Regions from separate parts of the Zea mays genome. Here regions 1 and 2 are each linked to region 3. The links are chromatin contacts, called in public Hi-C maps. All regions are on one chromosome and are shown on one strand. The core of a region is the stretch at or near the end of the contact, and the rest is flanking DNA. Distances in the headings are between cores, read along the strand shown. Region 1 holds the start of LOC100282395. Region 2 holds the start of LOC103631112 (enolase 1-like). Region 3 holds the start of LOC100501407 (kinesin-like protein KIN-UB).

Evidence for each region. Hi-C and Micro-C count contacts between places; a contact is called where the count stands out from the background.
Region 1: a contact with region 3 is called in a Hi-C map of ear, with 2.0 times the contacts expected there. The contact joins the promoter of LOC100282395 here to the promoter of LOC100501407 in region 3. A contact is called at or near these places in 3 of 25 Hi-C or Micro-C datasets (ear and leaf).
Region 2: a Hi-C map of tassel shows a contact between it and region 3, with 2.9 times the contacts expected there. The contact joins the promoter of LOC103631112 here to the promoter of LOC100501407 in region 3. A contact is called at or near these places in 2 of 25 Hi-C or Micro-C datasets (tassel and an unstated tissue).

The regions. Positions count from the first base shown.
Region 1 is chr6:77,641,362-77,644,061 of Zm-B73-REFERENCE-NAM-5.0, reverse strand. LOC100282395 reads right to left here and starts at 1,421. Exons shown (of 5, transcript NM_001155306.2): 1 at 1,109-1,421; 2 at 535-716. The coding sequence starts at 1,174.
Region 2 is chr6:77,666,445-77,669,144 of Zm-B73-REFERENCE-NAM-5.0, reverse strand. LOC103631112 (enolase 1-like) reads left to right here and starts at 1,448. Exons shown (of 17, transcript XM_008652108.1): 1 at 1,448-1,480; 2 at 2,096-2,225. The coding sequence starts at 1,448.
Region 3 is chr6:78,201,155-78,203,854 of Zm-B73-REFERENCE-NAM-5.0, reverse strand. LOC100501407 (kinesin-like protein KIN-UB) reads right to left here and starts at 1,343. Exons shown (of 19, transcript XM_020539262.2): 1 at 845-1,343. The coding sequence starts at 1,040.

The DNA of each region.
Region 1 (2,700 bases), core at 172-2,671, 560 kb after region 3:
AGTGGAAAAAAATAATTAAACATGTAAAACCATGACCCTACACGTTAAAGTTTTTATGTTTTCTCACAGATGAGTTTGTAGAAATTCAAGCCAGCTTGTGAGCATGTATGAGTAGCATTTGCGTTAGAAAAATATAAGAAAAAAAGATCTGTTATATATTATACTATTATACCAACTTAATCATGTAATTATGTCATGTGTAAAATACAAAGAAAAGAGCTAAACGCAGGAGAGACAAACCCTTAATACATGATTTATTTCAATCCAGCAATTTGTGACCCAGAAGCTAAAAAAACAGTTAAGTCAGTTGGCAGCACCTATTTCCTCCTTTTCTTCCGATTCTTAGTATGAGTAGCCAGCACAGTACACTTTCCAACTTTCAATTGCATGTTTACTCTATCCATATCAGATCGATAATTTAGTAACGATGTAGAATTAACAAGCTGCCATTCCCCTGACTTCACAATAATCAGAGCCTACAGAATCGTATTCCTAGTTGCTTTAAAAGGTAGTCACAGGACAGGCAGCACTTACAGCGTATAATTGTAGTACACCATTGGGAGAGAAAGTAACAGCATCGCCCAATGGCCAGATAAGAGGAACAGCACGCTGAGAAGTGCTTGTAACACAAATTCTGGCATCACGACCTTGTTTATTCGAGAGGATGAATCGAATGGGTTGATATAATCGAACTCTAGATCCGCCAAGCACATCAGCTGCAATGAGAAACGGAAGAACTAGACGGTCAGTGACAGTTTAAGGACAGGTATGCTTGTCAGTTAAAAGGATGAGGAAAAGAACATCCGAATTCCTTCCAGCAAAAGGTCACAGATTTACAACGTATAAACGGCACAGAACTAAAGTAAATGCACCGGGCCGGGCATCAGCATTCACTAGAACGCAGCATCGCGACCAAAACCAGATACTGAGCCCTTCTCCACCGCACCGACCAAATTGGCACCCCCGAAGCCCCAAGAGACGACGTGTGAGTCCGGAACCCAGATACTTGTAACAGCCGCGTCAATTTTTCGCTGCGTAATCGGGCACAGAAAGATCCTACCGGGACCAGGCGAGGCTAGGGATTTCGGAGCACGGGGGCGGCACTGACCTGGTAGATGACAAGCACGATGAGTGCGACGACGAGGAAGAACGCGGTGAGCCACACGAACACCATCTCCGACTTGCCCCTCCGGGCGGGCGCGGATGCCACACTCTCGCTTTCGTTAGGGGGGTAGGGGGGTGAAGCGGAACCCTAGCCGAGCACCGTGGCGCCGCTGCGGCCGCCGGCGAGGTGGTCGTGGGCGGTGAGCTGGAACGCGTGGGTGGGAGGCGAGCGGGTGGGGTCAGCCAGATGCGTAGTTTACTGCGGAGGGCTTCTTCCAATTTCGGCTACGGCCCATGCCATCTCAATCCCCTCCGATTCCGTTAGTCGTGTAGTTTGGACCTCAAATTATATACTAACGGCAACAATTAATATACAATCAGACCTTATACGCAAGCGTGCAAGTGAGTTTCTTAATCTGTTAAATCATAATTTAATTGTAGACATGATTGTGGTTTGTTAGGAGGTTTTTTAAATCTACTCGAGCGGGTGGTAAAAGAGTTTAAATGTTAAATGTGATACATGGTTAGATCATAATCTAACGAATCAGAAACCTCATTTGCACGCTCACACATAAGACCTGATTATATATTAGTTTTTGCCTCCTCTAATTCTATAGAGGATTTAAGTTTCTAAACTAGCATAAAGTACAATTTTTCTAATCTCCTTCAATTTTTAAAGAGATTTGAGTTGCCAAAACTATCACTAAAATTAGTGTGGAAACTTCTGTTGTTAAATCCAAGAAGTAAAAACGTACTATATAAATAATTAAATGTCTTATTTGAAATGGCACATAGGATTACTTACCCTAAGTAGGGATTATAAGAGGACTAGTCTAATACCCGTGAGTTGTGATGGTACCTAACTATATTTGAATATATTGATTAGGTGACTAAGCGACATACAATTTTAATGGACCCTCCACATAAAAATACACATAATAGATAAATTTAATGTCAAAGTGAACATATTATTCATATACTAGATATTGAACTGGTAAAACAAATATTACACTTGATTTTAGCCAAAAGATCAAAAAAAAAGTTGAAAAGGAGCCCCTATGCTCGAATTAAATATAGCCAATGTTTTGGTTTAGGACTTGGGAGGAAGAAGATGGTGTAGATCTGATGCCCTAACCAAAATCATTATTGAGATTCCATAGGTAACACATGCAAATGCATTTATGGTGATGGCTTAACAATTTTATCCAAGTTTAGTAAGACAGAAAAACGCAAGTACGCCAACAAGATCATTCCTGAAATACCAAATACAACAAATTTATCCTCTAATGCTTAACATGCTTACTGAAATGCATACTTACTCTTACCTTTAGAGTATCATATCAAACAATAAAAATGTAACTACCTCTGCATGGATCAGAAACATACGTCACCCAAGTAGATCAGTGACTCACTTGGCAATCCAGGGCTTCATCACGTTCAACTTGACCTTTGATCTTGACGTATCCACCTACCAAGCACAAAACCGCTAGATCAGAGGAAGCCCTTGCAGACAACAGCTATATATCCCTAAAGTATTGTGCACTCATTACATCCAAATTGAGAAACAAATAGTATGAGTGAAAGAACGAAGTGGCC
Region 2 (2,700 bases), core at 199-2,698, 530 kb after region 3:
GATCTGGCCAAGGTTGCTTCACTGCGAAGCCTGCCCGAGCTGGGCCTCGGGCGAGTCGAGGGAGCGCCCGTTGCTTGAGGAGGCCCTCGGGTGAGGCGTGAATCCACCTAGGTCTACTGTTCCTGCCCGAGGCTGGGCTCGGGCGAGGCGAGATCGTGTCCCTTGAGTGGACGGAGCCTTGACCTGAATTGCGGCCATCAGGCCCTGCAGCTTGTGATGATGGTGATTACCAGCCGAGTTTAGAAGTGTTGGGGGTACCCCTAATTATGGTCCCCGACAATGTTAGACCCCCATTTGTTTCAACTTTTTTGCCCATCAGAAGATGATGTATAGTGTCAAACATTCAGTTTTTCAGCCCACTTCTATAAGAATCACTTTAGCCAAAACCGTCCAAAATCAATGTGGCCGAGTTGTTGTGATAGTAGGAAACCATCACTTTCTACATCCTAAACCCTATTAGCTCTTTTATTTTATTCCGCACGTAATCTCCACGGTACTCAACTTCTCTCTACACCCAAATTCTTCCCGGAGCTAAATTCTTAGAAAAGCTCTTCAGAAAAAGCTAAACCAAAAGGCGATTAGCTGGCCATTTCTAGTGTTTTTTATATATATTTCTGTACTATACTTAAAGCACCAGTTTCAACGATCATCTTTTTACAAAAAAGTCCCTACATTCCTTCTAAATCAACTCAGCGTAAAATATTAAAAAGCGGTACAGAAGGTGAGTTATGTTAAAAAGCGGTGGAGGAGTTGGGGTCTGAACCCACACCCTGATGGAAGAAGGGTGAGAGACACTAAATAAAGTTGTCTAACCTGTAGAACATCATGCTCAGGTGTTTATAATATTGAATATAAATTATACATATGTATACTATGTCGCCTCCAGATGTCTAGGTCTTCGTCGTGTCCTTCTTCGGCAACAAACAGGTATGTCCGTCTCTTCCCTTCCCCTCTTGCTCTACGAAATCTTGGAAGTGGGGGAAACGAGGGATAGGATCTCTGATTTGCTGTCTATGGTACTCGTGCGTTCATAAAATATTATACGAAGAGCGGAGAAAATCAATAAAAAATCTTAAAAACTTTTTGTGGATAATTTACGTGGATATTGTTGTGAACCGTCGCAATGCACGGGTAACCGACTAATACGTTTAAAGACAGTCTAACCATTTTCTTTTCGTCACGTCACCTATGTATACGGTGCCAAGTGCATCAGCTTTTTTCTAGACGAGAAGTTTTCTTTCTGTTGAAGCGTAGTGAAAATGAGACGCAGAGAATAGAGAGAATGACAGACATCTTCTTTATTGCAGGGAAGACAGTGCTTATATACAAGCGAACCAGTGCCTCCCCAATGGATGTATCCCTTGGGAGAAACTATCGCATCCCATGAAGGGGACTGATCACAACTATTGTAACACTTTCGTCGTTTGATTGGACTAGACCAGACGGAATGCCATATGGTGGACAAGGCGGCGATGCAAAAGTGCCACTTGGCCCTTCTCCTTTTCCCATGCCTACCTAACATGTGATCTTCATCCCTAAATCCATATTTATATGTACCTATCATATACCTATGATAATAATGATATTAAAGAGCTAAAATTTTATCTCTTTTTTCACCTTCTTCTAACTATCCAACGATAGAAATTTCTCTGATTCACACATTCGTACTTTGGGCACGTTTGGATTGCAGCCTCCCAAGCACATGCCTGCGAGGCATTTCCATCGTAGGCGTTGAAGACCGAACCAAACATGCCATTTGTGCCTCGTGTATGACCCAAACTTGTAATCCATGATTATATATATGAGTTAGAACAACTCGCGGTTTAGTGATGGTTGATATAAAGTTTGATTCCAAAACATATTGAGTCGTTTAGGGTTTAAGGTTTAAATTAAACATATACCTGAATAATATTAGAATCGTTGCTTATTTTTATGAGAGCATATACTATGCAAAAAAATTTATCATATTGATGTAAATGTGCAATCAAACGAGTAATTACATAGGATATATTTCTTTATAACTTTTTAACAGCAAAATAAGGATTTTTAAATAAAGCCTTCCCAAACCGGGCCAACCGAACAATGACGACGCTAGGTGGGGCCCCAGTCACACCATCCCTCCGCTGCATCTTCAACAAATAGCCTCCGGCGCAGGTGGACGTGGGCCTCAGCGACGGCAGCTTCGCGAGGGGGGCCGTGCCCAGCGCGCAGCGGCGCATCCACCGGTACGTTTTTTGAGTGCTCTGTTCCTGAACCACTGCTTGGTTTGCTTGATCTTGGAGTGTCGAGGGATACGTTCGTTGTGGAAGTTGAATTTTCTAGGACTGCGCGTGTGCCTTTTTTTTTTTTTTGGGAAATTTGGATCATACCATTAAAAGATCACCACTTTGGATCCATACCATTACTATCTCACTTACATGTGGGTCCACATGAGTCAATGACATGTGGGGTCCATGGTATATATCTAAAGTTTGGATCTTTTAATGGTATAGATCCAATTGTTCCTTTTTTTTTTTTTTGCTAGATTTGTTTGATGCGTCGCCTCCCTGACCGGCGACTGTTTGGAACCTGCTGTCTTTTTTACTGCGCCAATTGAAGTGCTTCTCTGAAATCTCTATGCTCGGGGTGTCTAGAATCAAGCAGAGCCTAAGGGTGTTTAGAAACATGCCAGCAGAACCATCACCAGCGTGTGGATCTCTT
Region 3 (2,700 bases), core at 94-2,593:
CATACTGTTTATGCCTCAGTTTAAAGGAATTAAATTCTCAGTTTCTTAAAAACTAAGAAGCTGGTCTCTGTTAACTAAAAAATAAAAACTGGTTTCTTAAAAACTAGGTTGCTTCTAAACAGGACAATTTGTAACTCACTAATTCTACACATAGTAATATTCACTTGGTGTCGTCCTATGCAAGGTAAACTAACCACGAGATGCATACAGAACCAGCAGGAAGACACATTTACCAACTGTGGCTCTTCATTATCCTCAACAGCTGTATCAGTTTCGCAGCTTTAAATGAGATGGTTGGCTGTGGTGGGTAGCGCACGACATTTATGCAACAACAAAAATATGAAACGCGCGATAGTGGCGTGACCAAAACAATACACCACTCCAATATGGAAAAGTACTGTAAAAGAAATGAATCGCACACCGTCAGTTCCGAAACGGTGCGACTGCTCTGCTGCCTCTGCAGATACGTAACGTACGTTACACACTTGCACCACATCACCAACGGACGCAGATTGCTCAACTAGCAAACCCGGAATTGAATGAACTCGACAGGTCGATCGCGCTACGGCACAGCACTAGCCATCAAAATGGTAGTACTAACATTAGCCATCGAAATGGCTAAATGTACGTCAATGAAAATAGTAAAAATCAAATCCCTAGAAAATTGGCGTGAGTCGAAGCAGCAGATTGAGCAGCAGCGACTCGGAGGAGGCGAGGCCATCCAAACGCAGATCAGAGGAGCTCCGGATGCACAAACCCACTCAAACCCCGCAGAACCAAAATCCAAATCCAAATCCGGATCCCGCTCCGCAGGACCGGAGCCAGAGCGAGCAAAGCAACCCACCTCCGTCCGACGCCGCGCGGCCGCCCGCCGCCGCGGGGAGCGGGCCGGAGCTGGTCCGGCGGTACGCGCCGGCGCCGCCCGCCGAGGAGACGCGGTGCTTCCCCGCGGCCGTCTTGGGCGTGGCGCCGGCGCCCTGACGGTCCGGTTTCGCGCTCATCCTGGGCCCCACGCCGTTCCTCACCCCGCTGCTCGCCATTTAGCGCCACCACCACCACCACGCGGGGCTCGTGCGGTGAGACAGAGTGGGAGACGGCGGCCGAGATCACGGGCGGGGCGTGAGCGGACCGGGGGAGCACGGACGCCCGAGGATTAAATGCGGGGAGGGGGAGGGCGCCGCGGGGCCCAGCGACAGCGAGAGAGAGAGGATGAGAAGGAAGCTTGGCCGGCGAGCGAGTTGGTGTGGGGGAAGACTGAAGAGCCTAGCTAGGACGGGACGGGGAGGACGAAGGCAGAGCTGGGTGGGTGGGTGGAGCGGAGTGAGCTGTGTCGCGGCCTGCGTCCCCCGGAGCTTGCCACGTCGGCGCAGACCCCAGTCATCTCATTCTGGGCTAGCGATGCGTAGGTCCCACCGGACAGTGACGTGGGTGGGAATGTGGGATCCGCCGACTGCCCTGTTCCGTGCGGCCGAGGCATGTACCCGTGTAGACGGGTGGCTGGTGGCTGCGTATGCAGGTGGGCCCGGAAACTGGGGACCTCCGGTTAGCGGGCCTCATTTGAATTTGGCTGGGAACGTTTTCCTGCGGGTTTGGGACCTGGGAGTTGGGACTGGGAGTGGGAGTGGGGGAAAGAGAGGTCTGATCAGCCTTGCCACGACTGTTGCATTCTTTATGGGTCCAGGCCCTTTTCATCCTGGGATTTGATCAGCCTTGGAGCGGTTTGAATGGAGGGAGAATGGTTCGAAAATTGCGGTTACTTTTATGAGATTCCCTTTTGCAGGTGTTGTAGTGAACTTTTTTTTTCGAAGAACGCACGTAGGGATGAAAATTGACTCTAAATTTTACACTATAATATTTAAGAATCGGATCGAATTAGTTTCGGACCCTATTTATATTTATTTCTGCTAAATTTTATTTAGAACCCTACCATTTTGTGAATAAGTATTTGGATCGTGATCCATTACCACCCCATAAACGCACGCACATCGCTATGGCAGAAGAAAGATGATCGTCCTTCACTTGCTATCAGCATTTGATGAACAAGTTTATGCAGGTCCTGTATTTGATAAATAAATAAGTTGGCAATCAGTGGCGGATCCAGGACAAAAACGAAAGTGAGAACATACGTGAAGCGTCCCGATCCGTTGGGATTCAAATGTGATATAATTACTAGTCCCAGTAGGCTAGTAACCACATTTCTTACTTCAAATAGTACAGAGTCCGAATAAAAGTTATTACAATACCAGAGTACAAGTTCTAGCGAGCCCGAAATACAAAGCACAGTGGAAGCTCAACTAGCCCAAGCCACAGGTAGACTGGGTGCAGACATAGCCCCTTCTAGTCGAGCATAGCAGAAAAGAAGTCTTCGGCTGCTGAAAAACATGAATAAATCTGGGTCAATACACTAGGTATTCCGCAAGCCCATCCCGCCCGTAAAGAGAGAGGGGCCTATATAATACATGCTTTATATGGTGGAGCTGAAGTCACTCTTCTTTTTCAGAAAAAGGCAATACTTTGATGGTTTTCCCCAAAGGGAGAAGTAGCACATTTTCACACTCAACCACCACTGAGCTTCCTGCTCCCGTGGCATTGTTTTCATTTCCAAAAACACCCACTCACACATTTCCCTGTTCGCGGAGGTCATAAACACTAATTGTCATACCACACCAGACTCGTCCATACCAGTGGACACGGACTATT